Linked DNA regions of Pan troglodytes: region 2 is linked to region 1. The links are chromatin contacts, called in public Hi-C maps. All regions are on one chromosome and are shown on one strand. The core of a region is the stretch at or near the end of the contact, and the rest is flanking DNA. Distances in the headings are between cores, read along the strand shown. Region 1 overlaps TTC28 (tetratricopeptide repeat domain 28). Region 2 overlaps TTC28 (tetratricopeptide repeat domain 28).

Region 1 (4,755 bases), core at 1,426-3,925:
GACTTACTTCTTTGTCGTCTGTTTTGGCTCTAGTCACTGCTCTCTGGACAATAAGAAAGTCCCTCTCCACATTGTGTCACACACAGATATAAAGTGGAAAATTAAAGACCTAGGATGCTTGTTGCACCAATGGTGGCTTATAGAAGTCAGGAAACTTCTCTGGGATACTGGCCCTAAATGACTCTGGATGGGTGCACCTTACTTAATACCAACGCAGTCCCTGTCGTCCAGGATCCAGGATGCAGTCAAAAGCCTGTCCTGTTCTTCTTTGTCTTTTCTACAGCAAATGTGATCTGCTGACTGACCCAGGTCCGATCACATACGCACATATCATATATACATACCACACATAAACACACACATACAAATACAACCCTGCTCATACAAATACATACATACATTCCCACAGAACCTCCCCCGACACACGCACAGACACTTACATGCATGTGCTGGCCTACCAGTCCTCCGCGTCACTCCCAAAGGGTAGGGCTGCTGCTCTGCCCTCTGGGGCTCACACCAAGGTCAGGGTGCTGGCCAAGAGAAGGGTCTTTGTTTTTCATTCAATAGCAGTGCCTACCCTGGGTTCAAAATGCAAATGTGTTTTCTGCCAATAGGCAAGAAGAAAAATAGTGATTGCAGAGACCTCAAAAATGACAGCAGAACAAAGAGCAATTCCTGAAGTGGCAAGGGAGAAAAACCTAAAGCCAAGTCTCACTTGACTCGCATTAGCTACAGAGGCCTCATTGGCAAATCAGTCCAGGAAACCACCAAGGAACAAAGGGGCCAAGGAATCCATAAAATCACCGAGCTGGAGAGCCCCCGGAGAGGGAAGCCCTTACTGCTCCAGTACACAAGGCCCTACACACATGGTTGCTTCCATATCACCTCTGTTGGCTCCAGGCTACGAGCACTCTGCAAACACTAGCCACTATCAGCAATCTGCAGAAAAGCTACTTCTAGCCGCTCTGTTCAGTCACAAGCCAGTGCACTCTTAGCCCAGATCCCTGGCCATACATGGGACAGAGAGGGAGGCCTGGGACCCCACAGTAGGGCAGGGACAGGCTGGCAGGGAAGCTGCGAGGCATGTTTTGGCACCTGTTCACGGGCAGATCTCCCTCCTCTCTGGCCTATGTGTGCTCAGCTATAAGACGTGAGGCTGCACTGAAAGTTTGCCAGGGAAGCTTGCACTGTTCTAGCAAGGATACCTTTGCCTCCGTGGTTCCCTCAGCTGTAGCTCCACTCTCTTGTGGATGAAGGCCAGAACCCCCCTTCCTGGCTTCTGAGAGAGGCGCCAGAGAACACACAGTGTTGCAAACTTTCCTGGGCCTTAAGGGCTTACCACATTGAAGCGAGAAGAATGCCGGCTATTTCCCTCATCCAAAGGGTCGGGGTTGGAAGAGTCTGCAGAGACCCCTTCAATTCCTTTGCTTTTCTGAGGGTGGGACTGGATTGGGTCAGACCTTGCCAAGGGAGCTGGGTGCAAGCTCCGGGGCTGTGGGCCTTGCTGCTCCCCACTAGTCCCCAGGGCTGGGCACAATACTCAGCCTGGCTGGGGGCGGAGATTGTGTTGTATAAGCGAACCAACAAATTAATCTACAGCATTGTACTCACTGGAGCTATTGCAGGGCTGCTCAGAAGGACAGAAACCATCTTTCCAAAATGAGCACTCCACCATTCAAAGTGCACAGCACCCCAAGCCTAGGGTTGATAAGCTAGGGCCCTAGATATACCTGGCTTGACCCTTTTCTTCCATAGTGCTGAGGTCCTGGGGGAACTGGTTCCTGACTGCTGGAGTGCCTGCAACCAGGTCACCATGGATGCCTGACTGTCTGCTTTGGCAGCTCTCTCCTGTGAAGGACTTGAGGTAGGAAGGGAAGAAGGATGGGGAGGCTACAACCCAAGATGGCCAACAGCTGCTGCATAGGCACACAGACGTCTCATCCCTTCCAAAGTTTCTCCACCCACGTTAAGAATTTAAGTTTAGCACTATTCTTCCCACTTTACTCCAAACAACAGAAACCCACCAGTTGTTCAGTGCCTTCCACACATTAAGCCGGTCAGTGTGTTATTTATACATTGGCTCCTTTATTCCCACATTACAGGAACCCTGCAGGGTAAGAAGCCATCCCCATTTCACAGATGACGAGACTGAGGCTGACAGAGGTGAAACTGCCTCCCTAGTGTCCTACAGCTCGTGAGTGGCAAGGCCAGAGGCTGCACTCTGAGCTCTTCACACTCTAGTTTATCACCACAGTTTGCATCACCTGGCGGAGGTAAGTGTCACCTGCCTTCACTGGCTGAGAAGTTGGCAGAGCAAGAACATGTGTCCAGGCCCAATCCCAGGCCTCCGCAAACCTGGCTGCATCCCTACATGAAACCAAAAGCCATGAGGGACACCTGTGAAGGTGGCTGGGAAGAAGGAACTAAGGGTGAACTAGCTTGAAGTTTTGGCCTCCTTACAACCAGGCTGCCAGCTCCTACATCCCCTGCCCTTGGCTCCCTTCCCACTCAACTCAGCCCTGGGAAAGTCAACACACATTTGTCACCCTGACAGCACAATAATGAGAGGAAACCAGGGCCTGGAGTAGGAACAGACAGGGCGCACAATGCCCTGCACAGCAGGGCTGCCAAGCAGAGGCTGCCTCCCACCCAGTGCACAGTCACTTCCTGCCTGTGTTCTAGGGTCAACCAGCTGCCCTTTAAAGGCAGGCCTTCAGGCTGTGGCAGGGACCTAGGGAGTCTGTGATATCTTTCCAAAGAGGTCTATCAAAATGTACCCCTAGGTTGTTGCCAGGCAACCAAACAACAGTGGGACAGGTGTCCCTCAACCCCAACCGCCTGCCCTGTTTATCCGGACCCAGCTCGGGTATCACTCCTTAGAAAAAGATGAAGGGGTGTGCTGGCTTGGAAATTTCAAACTCGATTCATCTTAAAGCCATTAAGGCCTATTTGGTCAAGTGACAGGGAACTGAGGTCTTGGCACAGACGGGTGAGCCTGGGTCTGGATGAGTGCATTCCTAGGCCCAGTTTCTCCCTCCAACAGCACTAGCATTCTCACTCTCCCTGACCTCCCCGAATCTCAGGCCAGGAAGTCAGTGCAGGTACCTGGCCCAGGAGTTACCTGCAGAAGCTAGCAAAGAAGTATGTGAAGTTGCTCTGGCTTCTGCCTGATGTTTGGAAAGTCAGCTCTGAGGCTATGTGAAGAAGCAGCCAACTGTCCCCTAGGACTCCTATCCCAGCCAAATGAGGATTGTCACGTCAAGCCTGTCACTGTTTTCTCGCTTGAGCTGGAGATGCTGCTGTGAAGCAGAGGCCCTGACGGGCATGGGGCTGTGGAAGCATCATGCTTGCTGCTGCAAATGCATGACATGAGCCAGAAGTCTAACCAGCTGGAAGGAGCATCCACTGAAAGCACATTATCTGTGCTCAGAGCACCCTGCCCTGCACTGGGCCTGGGGAAAGTGCCCCACGCTCACCTGTTAAAGAGGTTATTGCGGCGAACCATCCGCAGAAAGCCAGTGGGGTCAGTGACTGAGTTGAGTTTGTTGTTCATCTCTTCAAATTGCTGGTCCATAATGTCTCCCGCTTCACTCTCTGTCTCACTGCTGGCACAGGCCCTGCAGGAAAAATTGCAGAAAAAGCCAATCAGAGAAAGGAAGCGCTGAGCTATGGAAGTCAGCTCTGAGGTCCTATGCCATTCTGTCACCAAACGAACCTCTAGTACCGTTGTCTCCAGATGACAGCATCACCCCACTCCCTCCTCAGTGTCCCTGAGGCCCTCTTCCTGAACTTCTTTTGTCCACTGCTTCTCAAGATGAACTCTGGTTGGTTGTTTATGGGCTGTCACCCCCGACTCTGCTGTGAACTCTCTACAGGCAGGAGCTGTGTCTGAATAAGAACTGTATTCCCAGCACCTAGCTTATGTATGACAGACTAGATGAGGTGCTGTCTGTTATGGGCTGGTCAGGCACTCTTCCCAGCGTACAGCTGAGGCAAGTGCAGCTGTGAGGCAGTCCTCCCTGCACAAGCTGCAGTCCAGTCCATTCCAGAAACAGTAACTAAATACCTACATTGTGTTGGGTACTGTCCTAGGCAAGGGGGACATGCAGCCTAAAATGGCATTTTCCAGATGAGGAGACAAACATGCTGACAAGTGGTTGCAATGCTAGCAGGGCAGGCACCGCTGGAAACGCAAACTTGAGAACTGCCGCTGATTTGGCCCATTTTTGAAGCTCAGCATGAGGAGGGGACCATTTTTGAATTAATAAATTCATATTTCCTCTATGACAGACTTTAACAGAACATCCCACAATCTGTTTTAAGTAAACAGAAATACACAGGAGTACCTTGATTCATCAGCATGATTAAAATGGCAAAAGGCTTATTAAATGTAAAAGCCATGCACTGTGTGCCCTGATGACACACGGACAGCCAGGCCAGGGCAAATGTGTCTGTGGGAGTGCCGCCAGCCTGCAGCCATCCTCCTCCATGCCACACCATGCCTCCCAACCAACTGAGGCTCACAAAGGCACATCTCTATGTTGAGCCCTCACCTATCCTAGGCATCAGGACCACATTCAGACTTTGCGGAGATGCTTACTGATACCTCGCCCCCAGATAACTCTAAGCCCACAGGAAAACTACTTTCAGACCTTCCTACTAAGGACTGGTGTGAAGAAGTGGAGGGCACCAGGGCACTGCAGGCAGCAGACAGAGTTGCAAGCCCCTCATGTGCTAGGCAGGTGGGACTCTGGA
Region 2 (4,755 bases), core at 1,168-3,667, 560 kb after region 1:
TGTTCCTACTGAATGTAGAATTATAATTATTTTTATCTGAATCTATTTGCTTTTGTTTGACAAATCTGGTATTAATTCCTAAAGTAATTCATAAAATCTGATTTTTGGGAGAAAACCACTGACTCTTCAGATTTCAGCTATCTATCTCATTCTGAAAGTACAGCAAAGGCTGTCTCAGAAAGTTAAAATCTCAGAAGTTTCAAACTATATCCTTTGAGACTAAATGAAAATCAATATTTATTTAAATCAAATACTCTCATTCTATTATTATTTGACTTTGCAAAGCCTCTCTTCCTTAAGAAAAATATATTTATAAAAAATAAAGTAAAATTAATTTTAATAATTTTATACATCCAATATGGTTTGGATTTGTGTCTCCACGCAAATCTCATGTTGAATTCTAATCCCCAAATGTTAAGAGGACGGTCCTCATGCGAGGTAACTGGATCAAGGGGGCAGATTTCCCCCTTGTTGTTCTTGTGATAGTGAGTGAGTACTCACGAGATCTGCTTTAAAAATGTGTAGCACTTCCCCTTCACTCTCTCTTCCTCCTGTTCCAGCCATTTAAGATGTGTCTGCTTCCCCTTCACCTTCTGCTATGATTCTAAGTTTCCTGAGGCCTCCCCAGCCACACTACCCGTAAAGCCGGAAGAACCAACCTCTTTTCTTTATAAATTACCTAGCGTTAGGTATTTTATAGCAGTGTGAGAATAGACTAACACGACATCCTTTGAGATAATACACCCTATAATGTCACAAAATAGGGATGTAGTAATGAACTAATATTAGGAGATTCCAAAGGATAAATAATACATTTTAATTCAGTGAAGAAAAGTCTAAAGTAATGGAAGTATTTAAGGGAGGTAATTATCATGAGTAAAGGTCAAACACATACATACAATTTGAAATTTCAATCAAGTTAGGAGCATGATTCCACTAATAAATAGAATTCAACAATTTTTATCTACAGATATCATTGCAAGAATATTTCTTCCCTCTTTGGGAGGCCAAGATGGGAAGATTGCTTGAGCCCAGGAGTTCAAGACCAGCCTAGGCTGGTGAGACCCCATCTCTACAAACGAACAAACAAAAGAACATTTCTTCCTTTTGTAATATGGCTTTTTTCATATGTATCTATGTTAGTTGGCATAATCTTACAAATAAATCATATATCTGTAAGCTTGTAAACGATACATGGATATATGTGGTATATCAAATATCTAATACAAGGCCTTAAAGTTAAGGACTTTATAGACTTTTGAAAGAGTATATTATTTGGAACACTTTGGCAAGCACAATGTTTTATCTCAAAATATTATTAAGTGGTTTCCTTTTTTGAAAAAAAGCAACATTACTATAATAATTTTATGACCTATAAAGCAAAAATTCATACCTATAATTATCAAACATTTTTCTTAGATAATAATAGACGATTACTATACATGTTTTCAAATTTATCTTACCAGAATATATTGGGATGATTAACTGACCAAGCTCTGTCTAGTGCTGGAACTCAGAATGCCTTAAATATTGCTACAGCATTAAGGGGTGATAGGGAGAAGAAGATCCCAAAACGCAGAAGCAAAAATATTTATTTCTTAGTGCCACCAAGAAGACATAGTAGAGCTTAAACAGAACAACTTTAAAATTACACATAGATTATGTCTCACAGAGGATAAGTAAAATGAACTAAATAATCCAAGATGTTGAAAATTCATATTTCTTTCAAGGAAGACATGGCTGGTAACAGTACTGTATAAAAACAGTCTAACAGCTGCAACTGTGTATTACTTAAGGAGGACTAAAGACACCACCTAATTATTTTTTAATATCAAAATAGTAAATATAAACATTAAAATGAGAAAAGGAGATTGAAATCCATGAAATGATATATGCTAAATTTCAGGGTAACCTAACATGACTAGAAAACTAACGAATCTCAAAAAAATCCATTAAACAGTTTTATGTCTGAAAAATTGGAATGCATCTTTTTTGCAAATTAAAGACAGACTGTAAAGAAGGGTTAGAGTTGGAAAGTTCCCTGCTCATCAAATTAAAAACAAGAACTCTATTCATTAAAAAAAAAAAAAAATACTTATGTGGTCAAGTCACATTCTTTGTTTTAAAGTTTTTATATGCAACTTGGGGTAAACATTTTACTTGTGATTCATAATGAGAAATGATCAGTATAATGGGGGTTCCTACAGCACATGGGTACATTCCAGGTGATATGTCAGTAGCCATTTAAGATACCATAGGAAAGGAAGAAACACACCCTTAATACCCAGAGGAAAGAGTGTGTTCACATGATCAACAGCTGGACTTGATTAAAAAGAAATACCAGGTTAGGCTAGATGGTGGTTCTTCCATAGTTACATGACGACACAAATGAGAAATGCTGCATTTCTCACAGCCTGTTGCCTAGCGATCTCAATGCCTGCCTCTCTACCCACCCCCGCAATGCAACCACCTCTTCTCCCTTTCTTCCTCTACAGCATTTCAGTATTTTTCTCATTTTATAAAATCATTTTTTTTTAAAATGAGGACATCATAAAAAAGATTGATGTCACTTATAATTTGTGATTCATTTTCATTTTCATAAGCAGGATAAATAGAAATTGAAATTTTTTCTTCAAGAATTAAGTAAAAGTTATAAATGTGTACAATATTGCTTTAAATAAAATAAATTGCACTGGGACAGTAGAATTCCTGCTGAGGACTGAAAGTTAAAATGCCGGATAAAAAGCAAATGACTAACAATTCATTCTTCCTTAAAATCAGCTGTGCAATACAACAGAAGGTTAAGACAGAATGTAGTACTAAGAAAACAACACAGTTTTATGGAACTGTGAACTAAAGAGTTACATTAAATACCCATAATTCCTTGTGAAAATCTCTTTGTTTTTCTGCTTGTCAGCATCTGCATTTTACAGCTGCTTCTTTCAATATGGACCATCTTGCAGAAGTTCAGGAACTTAAAACATTAATATCCAGGAGCTTTAAAAAAATCACAGCATTAATAACTTACACAGATAGGAGTAAAACAGTTAACAAAATTCTTGACTATAAGCTGAGCAGAAAATAAATCTGAAGACTGGAGATGACTATTTACAGAATATAAGAATAAAAATATCTCTTTCAACTTGGCAAAAACATTTATACATGCAAAATTCTTTTAAACCCAAAAAAGCAGATGGGTCAATACCAGGTCTGAGGTATTATTTACCACAAGGTTAAAATCCCCAAAAACTAGTTATTCTTATAAATATATTCTAATTATCTCAATCATGTATTATTTTCTCTCTTTCTCCGTTTTTTTATTTTGTTTTGTTTTTGTTTTTGTTTTTGGCACAATCATAGACAGCTGACTGCAGCCTGAAACTCCTGGGCTCAAGCGATCCTCCTACCTCAGCGTCTCAGGTAGCTGGAACTACAGGCACATTCTTTTCTCAAATGAAGACCATGTTTTTTTCTTCTGAAATAGCCTGATGCAAGAAACAAAATTCCAGCAGTATTCCATTTCTTTATTTCAACATAATTCCTTTTCTTCCTCATTATTCCAACATAATGACAAAAGTAGCTCTCGTATCTCCTGATACCACCATTGCTCCTACTGCTCATTCAAAATATTCATTTCAAGACAGGCTTCTCCCTAGGAACCTGGACTCTTGCAGGTTAACAATAGGATCTCTGTAGCATCACCACCTTTACTTCCTTTGTCCAACCTAGCTAAATCTGGTGTAATTCTAGCCTGTCTCTCTCATTTTTTGATATCTTGGATCCATATCAGCCATGTCCAATAGAACTTCATGTAGTAATGGGAAGATTCTATATCTAAGCTGACTAATAAAGTAGCCATTAGTCACATGTGGCTATTGAATGTTGGAAGTGTAGCTAGTGTAACTAAGAGACTGTTTTTAATATTGTATTTTATTGTAATTAACAAGTTTAAATTTAAATAGCCACATATATCTAGCACCTACCATACCGGACAACACAAATTTAGATTGAGTCCTTTTATTCCTACCAGAAATTATTTACTTCATTTTGCAGGTGATGGAGAGTTACTAAAAAGTTGGACTTATATTTTAGAAACCTGTTTACATTTAGAAAGCTTTCTCTGTCTGCTTTACAAGAGAATGATTTTAAGGGTTGGAAAGAAAAATAAATGATGAAGTTCTGAAAAGTGCTCATCAGATCTGACAATTAGGAGATCAATGGTAAACTTGGACTGAGAAGTTATAGAATAGTGGAGGTAGAAACCTAGACTTCCAGTAGTGACTACAAATATAGACTATTCTTTTAAGAAGTCTGGCTCTGAAGAAAGAAAGAAAGGAAGTGGGGAAACTATCCTGTGAGAGAATTTGAAATAAGGACCAGGCCCTTAAATTAATTACTCTATTTAACTTTTTATCAGTAGTCCCCAACCTTTTTGGCACCAGAGACTAGTTTTGTGAAAGACAATTTTTCAGTGGACCTGGGGCTGGGGAGATGGTTTCGGGATGATTCAAGAACATGAACATTTACTGTGCACTTTATTTCTATTATTATTAAGTTGTAATATATAATTAAATAATTATACAACTCACCATAATGTAGAATCAGTGGGAGCCCTGAACTTGTTTTCCTGCAGCTAGACGGTCCCATCTGGGGGTGATGGGAGACAGTGACAGATCATCAGGGATTAAATTATCATAGGGAGCACGCAACCTGGATTCCGTGCATGCGCAGTTCACGATAGGGCTAAGGCTCCTA

What was found. A called contact is a pair of places that touch in the nucleus more often than the background predicts.
Region 2: a contact with region 1 is called in a Hi-C map of stem cell-derived neural progenitor cells, with 2.9 times the contacts expected there. The contact joins two enhancer-like sites. A contact is called at or near these places in 2 of 7 Hi-C or Micro-C datasets (induced pluripotent stem cells and stem cell-derived neural progenitor cells).

The regions. Positions count from the first base shown.
Region 1 is chr23:30,182,191-30,186,945 of NHGRI_mPanTro3-v2.0_pri, forward strand. TTC28 (tetratricopeptide repeat domain 28) reads right to left here. Exons shown (of 22, transcript XM_009438072.5): 13 at 3,477-3,617. Among named protein-coding and RNA genes, the nearest start is that of PITPNB, 110 kb to the left of the region's middle. Within about 2 kb of position 2,676, at least 3 of the 24 cell types and tissues checked have an H3K27ac peak or open chromatin away from gene starts, as enhancers often do. A contact at or near this core is called in stem cell-derived neural progenitor cells, where this site is marked.
Region 2 is chr23:30,738,699-30,743,453 of NHGRI_mPanTro3-v2.0_pri, forward strand. All of the region lies in intron 2 of TTC28 (tetratricopeptide repeat domain 28), which reads right to left. Among named protein-coding and RNA genes, the nearest start is that of TTC28, 93 kb to the right of the region's middle. Within about 2 kb of position 2,418, at least 2 of the 24 cell types and tissues checked have an H3K27ac peak or open chromatin away from gene starts, as enhancers often do. A contact at or near this core is called in stem cell-derived neural progenitor cells, where this site is marked.